Regions from separate parts of the Ovis aries genome. Here region 2 is linked to region 1. Evidence: chromatin contacts called from public Hi-C data. All regions are on one chromosome and are shown on one strand. Each heading gives the region's core, a stretch centred on a gene start, on an enhancer-like site or on the middle of the called end of the contact. The rest is flanking DNA. Distances are from core to core; before and after follow the strand shown.

Region 1 (5,784 bases), core at 2,094-4,593:
AGAAGGACTTCCCATACATCAACATCTGAAAATTTATTCGATCATAATCTACATCTGAATATAGAAAAAAGTAAGATTAAAAGGAAAAAGCAAAGAATGTCAAATAGTGCAGGACAGGTGAGGAAACTGAGTCACCACATGCTTTTCAGATTTGCCTAGAGATGGGAGTTCCCTGGCAGTTCAGTAGTTAGGACTTGGTGCTTTCACTGCAGAGGATCTGGGTTCAGTCGCTGGTGTTGGACAACTAAGATTCCACAAGCCAAGCAGCTTGGAGAGCGGAGGGGTGGGGAGGTTTGCCTGGAGAAACTTGAGGTCTGATTGATTTGAAACGAGAAGTGGAATCCTGCTGTTTCTAAGCTCATTTTACAACCTGATCTTTGCCAGGAAACATGGAATGCCCACTCTTTCAAGACAGTGGGTACTGAGGCAAGAAGGCGGCCGTTTGTGAATTCCCAGCGCTCTGCGTGGGTGGGAGCTTGAAAGCCCAGCCTTCTGGTTTTTCCTGGCCAGCACCCACAGCCAGCTTTGAGGGCTGTGTCACACTCGGGCAGCTCTTTCCCTAACCGTCTTTCAGCTGCACCCCTCTAACTCTCAGGGACCATAGGACACGTTCCCGAAAATGAAGGTCTGGGGATGAGAAAGTGTAAAGACCTGCCGGATTTAGGATAACCCTGGCTCCAGCACCCACTTGCTCATCAGCCTCTCACTTAAACTCCTTGCGCGTCAGTCCCCTCATCTGTAAAATGCTAGGACTGAATCTGACACCTTCTTGTTCAAGTCCTCTTTTCGGCATATATCCGATCCTTTAGTGACGCGGACTCGTCGTTGTTGAATTTGTTTCTTGATTGTCATCCCTACCTGCTTCTCCTAGGTGCTGGGGCGGCGGGGGTGCCTGGGAAGATGTCAATATTTTGGTCTCTGTCGCCCCCAGGAGGCTTAGGAGAGTCCCTTGTTGCAGGTGTCCAATGCAGATAATATGTGCCGCCTCTTAAGGTAGAGGAAGGCGGGGACTACCTAGGTCTGGTTGGCTCACGCTTTTACCCCCATAAGCTGGTATCTAAGAGCCATTTGTGTTGAACAACATACAACCGATATGTGTTGAACGAAATAACTGAGCTTCAAGCTGGCGGAACTAAAGGTCCTTGGAACCCTTCCTTTGAGGGGTGTGTTTCCGGGCGGAAGGCTTTCACGTGAAACCCCCCCCCCCCCCCCCGGCCCCTCTGTTCGGTGGTCGGATCCCGTGTGTCCCCACTTAGGGCTCCCGGGTTGGGGGTTAATGTTTTCGCCTCCTGCATTCCGGGATCGGGCTTTCGGGAGGCCGTTCCTCACAACGGACGAACAGAAGGGTCACGCCCGGAGTAAGGGCCCTGGAGCACGAGGCCAGGTCACCAAGACCGGACCTGCTGACCCACTGAGGGGACAGGATACTTGCAGCTGCTGCTGTGCTTGTGGTGTGCTGTGCTTAGTTGCTGAGTCATGTCCGACTCTCTGGGACCCCATGGACTGTAGCCCACCAGAAACCTCTGTCTATGGTTTGTGCCGAGCTTCTTGGGAACAGAGAAGAGGCGGAAACCAGGCAGGTCTTGGGGGGGAGGGGTGGCTTTGGAAAGACGGTGGGGAGGTGATGGGGTCGACCGAATCCAGATTCTGGAGGTGAGAGGCTTCATTGGCGGCCGCGGTGGGGATGGCGGGGGTGGGGGGCAATGAAAACACTTAATTGTTGTCGCAGGACCTGCATGAAAGGAAGAGACCTTGGAGCTGCAGAGAAAGATACTCGAAGGGTATTTAACCGTCTGCCTTGCCCCTTCGCTCTGTCCTTATCAATACCTGCTAACTGACTGGACGGGCACAGAGTACACCCACCCACACAGACCCCGTGAGTGGGGAAGCCCAGTAACACAGCCCCACCCAGCGCGCGGCCGTCCCGGCTGCCCGCGGGCTTCCAGGAACGCAGCCTGTCTCAAGGCCCATGCCCTCGCCCATCTGGACGTCCGGTGCTTCATTTGTGAAACTTGTGGCAAGGCCTTCAAAGGACCCCGCTGTCTCTGCCCGCCCCGTCTCACCTACCGAGCTTCCTGCCGCTGCTCCTGCTGCTCCCGGCAGGTCAGCCTTACCAGGGAGCCAGTCAGCACGCACTGGTGTATCAGGGCAGATTGGGTCTCCTGCTAATGTGGGCACAAAAAGGGAAAGACACAGTGAAAGTCTCTCAGGCGTGTCTGACTCTTTGCGACCCCATGAAGTTCATGGGATTCTCCAGGCAAGAATACTGGAGTGGGTAGCTGTTCCCTTCACCAAGGGATCTTCCCAACCGAAGGACTGAACACTTGTCTCCCGCATTGCAGGCGGATTCTTTACCAGCTGAGCCATCAGGAAAGCCCGTTGTAGATGCATAGGAAGGGAAGGGCACACAGGCATGCCTTTAGGGGGCTACGTCCTGGGAATCCTGCCCCAGGTCACCAGCATCCAGCTCGAGGGCTGTCAGTTGCAGAGCTAGGCCCCGGCATCTCTGAAGGACAAGGCAGCACCTTTTCTGTGCTGGCTCTTTCTAACACTGTATGATCTTCAGCCTTCGGGTGTGCTGCGAGTCCGTGGGTGGCAGGGGAAGCAGGAGACAGTATCATGAAAGATGCATTCACCTCCCAGGGCGATGTCTGGTCTCCTTGGCTCAGATACCAAAGAATCTGCCTGCAGTGCAGGAGATCACTGGGTCAGGAAGATCTCCAGGATTCGGAAATGGCAACCTACTCCAGTTTTCTTGTCTGGAGAATCTCCATGGACAGAGGAGCCTGGTGGGCTGGAGTCCATGGGGTCAAAAAGAGTTGGACACGACTAAGCGACTAACATAACACTTTTTCCTATTGTAGAATGACTGGTTCCTTCTCCAGCCTAGAACGATAAAGTGACTTTTAAAGTCTTGCCTGGAAAATCCCATGGACAGAGGAGCCTGGTAGGCTGCAGTCCATGGGGTCGCTAAGAGTCGGACACGACTGAGCCACGTTACTTTCACTTTTCACTTTCTTGCGTTGGAGAAGGAAATGGCAACCCACTCCAGTGTTCTGCCTGGAGAATCCCAGGGACCGGGGAGCCTGGTGGACTGCCGTCTATGGGGTCGCACAGAGTCGAACACGACTGAAGTGACTTAACAGTAAAGGCAAGTCACAACTTTTCGGACAAAAGCTATCTCTTTTGTCTTCCCTTCCTCCGCATCTACCGTGTCTCCAAATAGTGACTATACTGGCTGGGTATTTTCTTTTTTTCAACCCTCCGATGGCAGAAGTGAGGCGCGCAGGCACCCGGAACTGTGGTCCGCGGGTGTTTGTTTCCCGCCGGGACGGATGCCTCGGACCCCGCCCGGCCGCAATGGCGGCGGGAGCCGGAAGAGGGCTTCGGGCTCTTACTGTCCATCTCCACCGCGCCGCGGACAGACGTTCTGGGGCCGTCCCTCGGGCTGCTTCCCGCCGCGCTCGGACCCAAGAGGCTCCCGCACCGCCAGCCGGCGCCGGGAGGCAGAGCCCGAGCTCCGCGCGGCCGGAGAGGCCCGAGCGGCGCGGTGCGTCCGCTGGGGCGCCCTCTTGGACGCAGGCGCGCGGGGCGGAACAGCTCGGAGCTCGTGGGTTCCGCGGAAAGAGCGAATTTAGAGGGTCCCGCGTGTGTCCGCCCCGCAGGCTCTCAGAGGGCTCCTCGACCCCGAGCCTCTCCGGGGGCCATGGGCCCTCCTTCCCTAGGGTGGACCCCGCCCCGGGCCCTCTGCCCACCTCGGAAGGCCCGTCACCCCCTCACCTCCGGGGATGGTGTTTGCCCTGCGTGGCCGGAGCCCAGGCGCTCCTCCTGTCCCTGTGCCTTCCCGGGAGCTCCCCGCATCGCCGGAGCCACAGCACCTCCTGCTCGGAGGTCTTCAAGCACGCCAACGAGGATTCCGAGGCGTCGCTTCACACACCGGCCCGCTGTGCCCTTGTGTTCCCAGGAGGCCCGGCGGCTGGCCCAGAACGTCCAGGACCGCTCGGCTGGAAGGGATTTCCTGGACGGTGGAGAGGCCGCAGGGGTTCCGTAATGCCTCCCGTTTCTGGTACAGAAGGCAGAGTGCGGGCCCTGGGCCTCCTGCTTACTTGTCCTGTGACCTGAGGCTGCCTTGCTGGGCCAGTTTCCTCCTCCTGAAACTCCTTGTGACCTCCAGCTATCCTGGCCAGCGGGGAGAAGCAGGAGTCTCTTGTTGGACCCCTGACTCTCCCACAGCCTCTCTTCATAGCCTGGGATCGATCACCACCCATCCTGGACTCAGTGTCTTGATCTGTGAGATGGGACAGAATGAAGCGTCCTTATGAGGTGAGCTGCAAACTCACGTAATATGAAGGTAGCACACACTGTTCCATAGCTTTTATTTTTATCTTCGACCGAGCAGAACAACTCGCGGAGTCTTAGTAGCGGCTTGGAGGATCTTAGTATTAGTTCTCAACCAGGGATGGAACCTGTGCCCTTGGCAGTGAAAGCCAGGAGTCCTAAGCACTGGACTGCCAGGGTGTTACCTTCATCACTTCTTTCTAGTAACTCATGGTGCCTGCCAAGGCAGGTGAAAATAAACGTTACTTAGTTTGAGTCCTTTTTAAATTGCAGTGGTAGAGCTGGAACCCAACCAAGGTGGAAACCTTTCCTTTGTGCGTGTGGATTGTAGGCTGGAGTGCTGCCCTAGGAGTAGGTTCCCCAGTCGGGTCAGGGCTGGGTGATGCCACTTGTGGCTGGGCCACCTCAAGAAGGGCCTCAGATCCCAGGTGGAGGAACCTGGGGACTTGGTCCTGAGGGTCACAGGGGCTGTGAGAAGGTCTCATGCATGTGAGGCAGCTGTGAGATGAGTATCGCGCCAGGGTGGGAGAAGTTCTGGGGGCCAGGGTACCAAGGAGAAGGCTGGTGCAAGGGCCCAGGTGGGAGGAAGGGGCCAGAGCTGGGGCTTGGGGGGTGGAGGGGAGCATACAGCCGTCAGGAGGAGGCACTCTGTTCCTGCCCAGCTTTGGGGAGTGAGATGGGGGGGCGGGATGGGGACCTTTGGGTGGATGAAGGGTGTCATGATAATCATGATGGTGTGATCACTAATCTAGAGCCAGACATCCTGCAATGTAAAGTCAAGTGGGCCTTAGAAAGCATCACTACAAACAAAGCTAGTGGAGGTGATGGAATTCCAGTTGAGCTGTTTCAAATCCTGAAAGATGATGCTGTGAAAGTGCTGCACCCAATATGCCAGCAAGTTTGGAAAACTCAGCAGTGGCCACAGGACTGGAAAAGGTCAGTTTTTATTCCAATTCCAAAGAAAGGCAATGCCAAAGAATGCTCAAACTACCGCACAGTTGCACTCATCTCACATGCTAGTAAAGTCATGCTCAATATTATACAAGCCAGGCTTCAGCAATACGTGAACCGTGAACTCCCTGATGTTCAAGCTGGTTTTAGAAAAGGCAGAGGAACCAGAGATCAAATGGCCAACATCCGCTGGATCATGGAAAAAGCAACAGAGTTCCAGAAAAACATCTATTTCTGCTTTATTGACTATGCCAAAGCCTTTGACTGTGTGGATCACAATAAACTGTGGAAAATTCTGAAAGAGATGGGAATACTAGACCACCTGACCTGCCTCTTGAGAAACCTATATGCAGGTCAGGAAGCAACAGTTAGAACTAGACATGGAACAACAGACTGGTTCCAAATAGGAAAAGGAGTACGTCAAGGCTGTATATTGTCACCCTGCTTATTTAACTTATATGCAGAGTACATCATGAGAAACGCTGGGCTGGAAGA
Region 2 (5,784 bases), core at 2,244-4,743, 100 kb before region 1:
CACACACGTGACACTTTCCCAGCCGGTGGCAGAGCGTTTTCAGGAGCTGGATCCCCCCATAGGGCTGGCAGCCCATGGCGCTCGCGAGCCACGCTGTTAGCAGGGATGACCTGGCTGGTCCCAGGCCCCCAGGCGAGCAACACGCTCCAACCATGCAGGACGCTGCCAGGGCTGGGAGGGTGCCCCTGCCTCCAGCAGCTGGGGGCGAAGGGCCAGAACCCCTCTGTGGGCCAGATTGACCCTTGTTCTGCACCACTCACCCTCGGCATCACCCACAGCGTCCAGCACCTTCCCTGTGCTGCCCAGAAAGATGTTGGGTGAGCCGTGGAGGCTGGAAGCCCGAGGAGGCTGGAAGCCCGAGGCTGGGGCATGTTCCGTCTTTCCCTCTCCTCCTCAAGGCTCTGGGAGACACAGCAGGGTTCTGAGCTGGGAAATGGCCCGGTGCCACCCTGGTGGGGCGGTGACCAGTCAGCAGGTACAGAGGGAAGGGCAGCGGCTGGGCAGACAGGACAGGTCAGAGTAAGCGGGCGAAGGGGGGCAGGTAGCTCAGGACCGCAAATGCTCAGAGGCAGGATGGGGCAGGGGTGGCCACCGAGTGCCCTGGGCCTGGCACAGGGCCTGGCTCATAGGAGATGCTCAGATGCCACCTGTTGCTGAGGCTGAGTGCTCGGGAACTCGGTGGCTGTCTGCAGGGGGTGACAGGAGAAGGCGGGGCCTGGCTGGGGACCTCACAGTGTCTGCTATCTCCCCTGCCGCACCCCCCACCCCCGTCTCCAGGAACCCCCGGCCTGGACTCCATCTCAGACCCCTTCAGTTGGAGCTGGATCCCCGGCCTGGGCAGAGACGTGGACGCCTGGCTCCCGGGGGAGCTGGCCACCAAGCCCTCTGCAAGGCGGACCCCGAGCGTCCCCGAGAAAACCACCACCAAGGCTCCAGGGAAGACGCCCAAAAGCACCAAGAAGTGGGTGACCAAGAACGCAAAGAGACCGACAACTCAGCCCCCGGCGATGCCAACCACTAAGCACTCCAGGGTCTCGGGCACCCAGAGTACCCCCGAACTGACCTCACGGACCACCAGCACCAGCACCCCGGGCACAGGGGCCTCCCGAAGACCCACCTCCGAGTTTACCACCAGGCTGACCACGCAGGCCCCCCGCAGGCTGACCTCGCACACCACCGTAACTCGGACTTCTCGAAGGACCTCTAAGACCGTGGTGACGCCGGCCACCCAGGGCCCCCGATTAGTGACCTCTGAGGCCACAGTGGAGCCATCTGCTGAGCTCCCAGGCCAAGCTTCTCTAGAGTCATCCACGGACCCGGCCCCCTCCCCCACCGGCGCAGCAGGTGAGCAGAGGAACAGGAAGGCTGAGGCTGGCCCCTCCAGACCCCCTCTGACCCCTCCTGATCCTGGCTTTCCACCAGCAGGCCCGTTCCGGGTTCGTCTGGCGGACGGGCCCAACCGGTGTGCCGGGCGGCTGGAAGTGTGGCACGCTGGACGCTGGGGGACGGTCTGTGATGACGGCTGGGACCTGCGGGACGGCATGGTGGCCTGCTGGGAGCTGGGCTGCGGGAGGGTCCGGCCTCGAGTGGGCAAAACCCACTACGGCCCCGGCTCCGGGCCCATCTGGCTGGACGACGTGGGCTGCAAGGGCAGCGAATCCTCGCTGAGCGACTGCCCGGCCCGGGCGTGGGGACAGCACAACTGCGACCACGAGGAGGACGTGGGGCTCACCTGCACTGGTAAGGGGGAGTGGAGCGTGGAGCGGGGGCGGGGCACGGGGCGGAGGGGCGCGGCCGGAGTCGCACCTGGAGGTCCTGGCAGGGGCCTCCAGAGCCGCAGTGGTAAGGACTCCTGAGACGGGTCGGGGCTCGCCCCTCCCCCCTTTCCTCCCCAGGCTACGCAGACGAGGAGGACTATCCCCCCTGGACGTGGGACCCCACCTCAGGGGAGGACCTGGCCAAGGGGACCACCGCTGCAGGGGTGCCCGGACACACCCTCTCCAGGGAAACGACGGGGAGCCCAGGGGCCCCTGCCCCAGCAACGAGGCGCCTTCCGAGCACAGGTGAGGGGCAGGCGTGGGGTGGGGAGGAGCGTCTCCCTGCCAGGCTTCCTGAAAGACCCTCCTGAATGAGCTGGCCCAGGTCTCCGAGACCGCAGGCAGGTTTTTCTCGGCTCCAAAGACGCTAAGAACTACCCCTCCCTTGGCTCGTCTGTAACTGTCCTACAAGAGCCTAGAAGAGGAGATCCCTTCCTCTGCCCCGCCCTGCGTCTCAGAATCAAGCCAGGCTTGGCAGAACCCTGCTCCCTGTCCTCCTGCAGATCTTCTGGGGCCTCTGGGAATCAGCCTTGATGTCAAAGCCCGTGTCCCTGGAGGCAGTGCCTCCGCAGAAGTTCCCCAGTCCCCACACGGAGGGACATGCTGTCACCATGCCGCCGCCCCACCCCAGCCCCTCAAGCCTGTTCTCTGAACCCATGCTCTGGTCTGGGCAGGGCTGAGGCTTGGAGGCGGGCTGGGGGCCTTCGGATGGACGGCTTTCCCCAGCCTGACCCCTTACTCTGGCCAGTGGGGCAGCCTCCAGCCCCACAGCTCCAGCCCCGCTGCCCCATGGCCTCTGTCTCCCTGTGGCCTGGTCACACTCGGGCCTTGACCGGCTCAGATGGTTCCCATTTCTGTGTGTGTGTGTACACTGGGGCCTTGACCCGCTCAGATGGTTCCCATTTCTGTGTGTGTGTGTGTACACTCGGGCCTTGACCCACTCAGATGGTTCCCATTTCTGTGTGTGTGTGTGTGTGTGTGTGTGTGTGTGTGAGAGAGAGAGAGATCTCTGTTCCAGCCTGCTCAGTCTCTCTTGATCCTTCTCTGCTCCTCTTTCTCACCTTCTTTTTTCAACTTCTCACCCTCCGCATCTCGATCACTGTTTTTTTTTTCTTCACCGACCATGTCTCTTTCTCGTCACCTTCCTCATTTTCTTTCCTTATCAAGTTCATGTCCCACCATTACTGTTTCTCTCCGCCCTTCCCCACCTCGGTCAACTTCTTTTTATCCCCGCCCCGGCGTCTGGCTCTTCCCTTCCATTTCTCACTGCCCACCCTCCGGTCTCTGTCGAGGGCGGGAGCGGGAGCGAGAGGCGGGGCCTCGGCGAGGGAGGCGGGGCCTCGGCTGGAGGGGCGGGCGGGGGACGTCAATGGCCCAGCGCCATGTGACGTCACAGGCGCGGTACGCTTCCTGATTGGCCAGCTGGCCCACTCCGCAGCTATAAAAGCGTGAAGCGCGCTGTAGTTCTCTTCCCTCCCCCACCCCTACCCGGGTCTGTCTGATGCTTAGGTGTCGGGGCGGGGACACGTAGCAGGCCTTGGAGTCGACGAGATTTGGGGTGGGGGGGGCACCCGAATCGTGACTTAGGGCTCAGTTTCCAGAGGTGCCGTGCCGTGTGGCCAGGATTCCAGAGCCTTCGGTCTCTGTAGCCGGGCGCCGGTCCTTCTCGTCGCGCCCCCTCGCGGCGGAGACGGTCGGATGCTGGGCGTGCGCAGCTCTGAGGGCGGCGGTGCGCGGGCCCCTGAGACCCCACCTGCTCCTGGTTGGGGAGAGGGGGTGCGTGAGCACAGATAAGTACGGAACTGGGCACTGCGCGGTGGAAATCCCAGGGGTCACATGTGCAACCTTAGTACTGGGAAGAGGGGCAGGGTTGGGTGGGCAGAGGTGGAAACGACAGAAATTCTGTCCTTATTAGCAAGGTGGCCTTGAAAAAAATGATTCCTCTTCATTGAGTTGCAATTCCTTACTTCGAAAAAAGCAAATTAAAAAGCTGCAGCTCCAGGGTCCCTGGAAAGAGTCAAGGACAGTGCCAGGAACACATGCCATTAACTGGGTAACATAAGTCCTGAATCCCATGGGTAGAGAAGCCTGGCGGGCGACAGTCCATGGGGTCACAAAGAGTCGAACGCAACTGAGCGACTAACACTTTCACACTTTCATAGGTCCTGGTGTTGCCCCTCTGTTTCAAGTGGGAGGGAGGGGAATGAGGCTCCGGAGAGTTGAACTCAGGAGCCGAGGCTGAGATCCATTTCAAACGATTTCGCACACAGTTTGCTCACTGGACTGGGGAATTACTGAAGTCATTGCAAGTGTGAATTCTGCAGTGTGGCTACCAGGGTTCCAGCTGTGACTCCACTGGAATTAGAACAAGGGGCTGGGTGACCTCAGGTCCCAATTCAATGAGCAAAATGTGTGTGAAATCACTTAAAACCGCAATGCACTGCTTGTTAGAGTTATTTACCATAAATGAACAACAGCTGTAGAATCCCAGGGACACCGCGATTATTTCTAGTAGAGCAGTGGGAAAAAGCTCGCAGAGGAGATGGCATCCTTTCCACCAGGAGACCCCACAAGGAAGGGGCTTCTCTGAGCAGCGAAGACTGGAGTTGAGATAATTGCATTGCCCATTGAGGACACATCATCTCAGGTTTAGCTATGTCAGTTTCTATTGTTGCCATAAGACCACCACGCGTTTGGGGCTTAAGACGACACAAGCTTATTATTTTGCAGTTCTAGAGGTCAGAAGCCCCACTGAGGTCTCTCACTAGTTGAAATGAAAGATGGCAGGGCTGTATTCTTTTTGAGGCTGAAGGGAAAGATTGTTCCTGTGCCTTTTCTAGCTTCTAGAGGCTCCTGTATTCTTTGGTGCACGCCCCCTTCCTCCATCTTCAAAGTCAGCAATGTTGCATCTCTGTGGTCCTTTTTTAATCTTTACATCTTTGTCACTACAGTGAGGATTTGTGTGTGTGTTAGTCGTGTCCAACTCTTTGTGACCCCATGGACTATAGCCCACTAAGCTCTTCCCTTCTCCAGGGGATCTTCCCTGAGACTAGAGACTGAACCCATGGCTCCTGCACTGGCAGGCAGATTCTTTACCACTGAGCCACCAGCGAAGCCCGCGGCTGGGATAGATTCTCGAAGAATAAGGATTTATGTGATTAGATCAGTTTCCCTTGGGTTAATATAGGATAAACCCTTCATTTCAAGGACTGGGCCCTTAGTCAGTTTGCAAAGTCTTTGCCATGAAAGGTAACATATTCACAGGTTCTGAGAGTTAGAGCTTGGACATCTTTGGGGAGCATTCATCTGTATTCCACGGGATCTGTGTTGAATGAATGAATGAACAAACAGTTGTGAGATCGCCGTGTAGGTCTAGAGAGAGTGCACAGGAGATGAAGATGGAAGCTTATGAAGGTTGAATTGTCTTTCCATTTTATTTGAAGCACCATTTCTTGAGGCTTCCTGGATGATGGAGTTTAAAGACACAGGCATTAGTTCGTGCCTCAGGTGTTTGCTGTGTGGCAGGCATGAGTCCCAACCCCTGGGAACATGATGGACAGAGAAAGGGAGGGGAAACGGGGGGAGCGAAGAATTGTCATTTAAAATGGGATGGTTAAGAGATGACTTACTAAGGAAATGCCAGTCAAGTGACAGCCTCAAGAGGTCGGGGGCACTCCCCTGCTGGCCCAGTGGTTAAGACGGCCCTGCCAATGCAGGGGGTAAATCCCACCTGCCATGCAGTGCACTCAAATAAAATGAAAGGAAAGGGAAAAAAAGAAGGGGAAAGCCATGCAAATACCTGGTTGGAGAGTGTTCCGTAAGTGCAGTCCGCAAGCGCGTGCAAAGGCCACGAGGTGAGAGTGTGCTCAGCTGGTTCGAGACACAGCAGTGAGGTCGGTGGGGCAGAAGTGGAGTGCTTGGTGGGGGTGGCAGCAGGGGGTGAGGGCTGTGGTCCATTGTAAAGATG

What was found. A called contact is a pair of places that touch in the nucleus more often than the background predicts.
Region 2: a contact with region 1 is called in a Hi-C map of liver, with 3 times the contacts expected there. The contact joins the enhancer-like site here to the promoter of LOC105612738 in region 1. A contact is called at or near these places in 7 of 16 Hi-C or Micro-C datasets (blood, liver, omental adipose tissue and 2 more).

The regions. Positions count from the first base shown.
Region 1 is chr14:62,689,729-62,695,512 of ARS-UI_Ramb_v3.0, reverse strand. It overlaps LOC105612738 (zinc finger protein 580), which reads left to right and starts at 3,343. Exons shown (of 3, transcript XM_042232440.2): 1 at 3,343-4,323. The coding sequence starts at 4,306.
Region 2 is chr14:62,790,765-62,796,548 of ARS-UI_Ramb_v3.0, reverse strand. SSC5D (scavenger receptor cysteine rich family member with 5 domains) reads left to right here. Exons shown (of 15, transcript XM_060398175.1): 10 at 778-1,344; 11 at 1,423-1,740; 12 at 1,896-2,063. Among named protein-coding and RNA genes, the nearest start is that of SSC5D, 10 kb to the left of the region's middle. Within about 2 kb of position 3,493, at least 9 of the 54 cell types and tissues checked have an H3K27ac peak or open chromatin away from gene starts, as enhancers often do. A contact at or near this core is called in liver and tail adipose tissue, where this site is marked.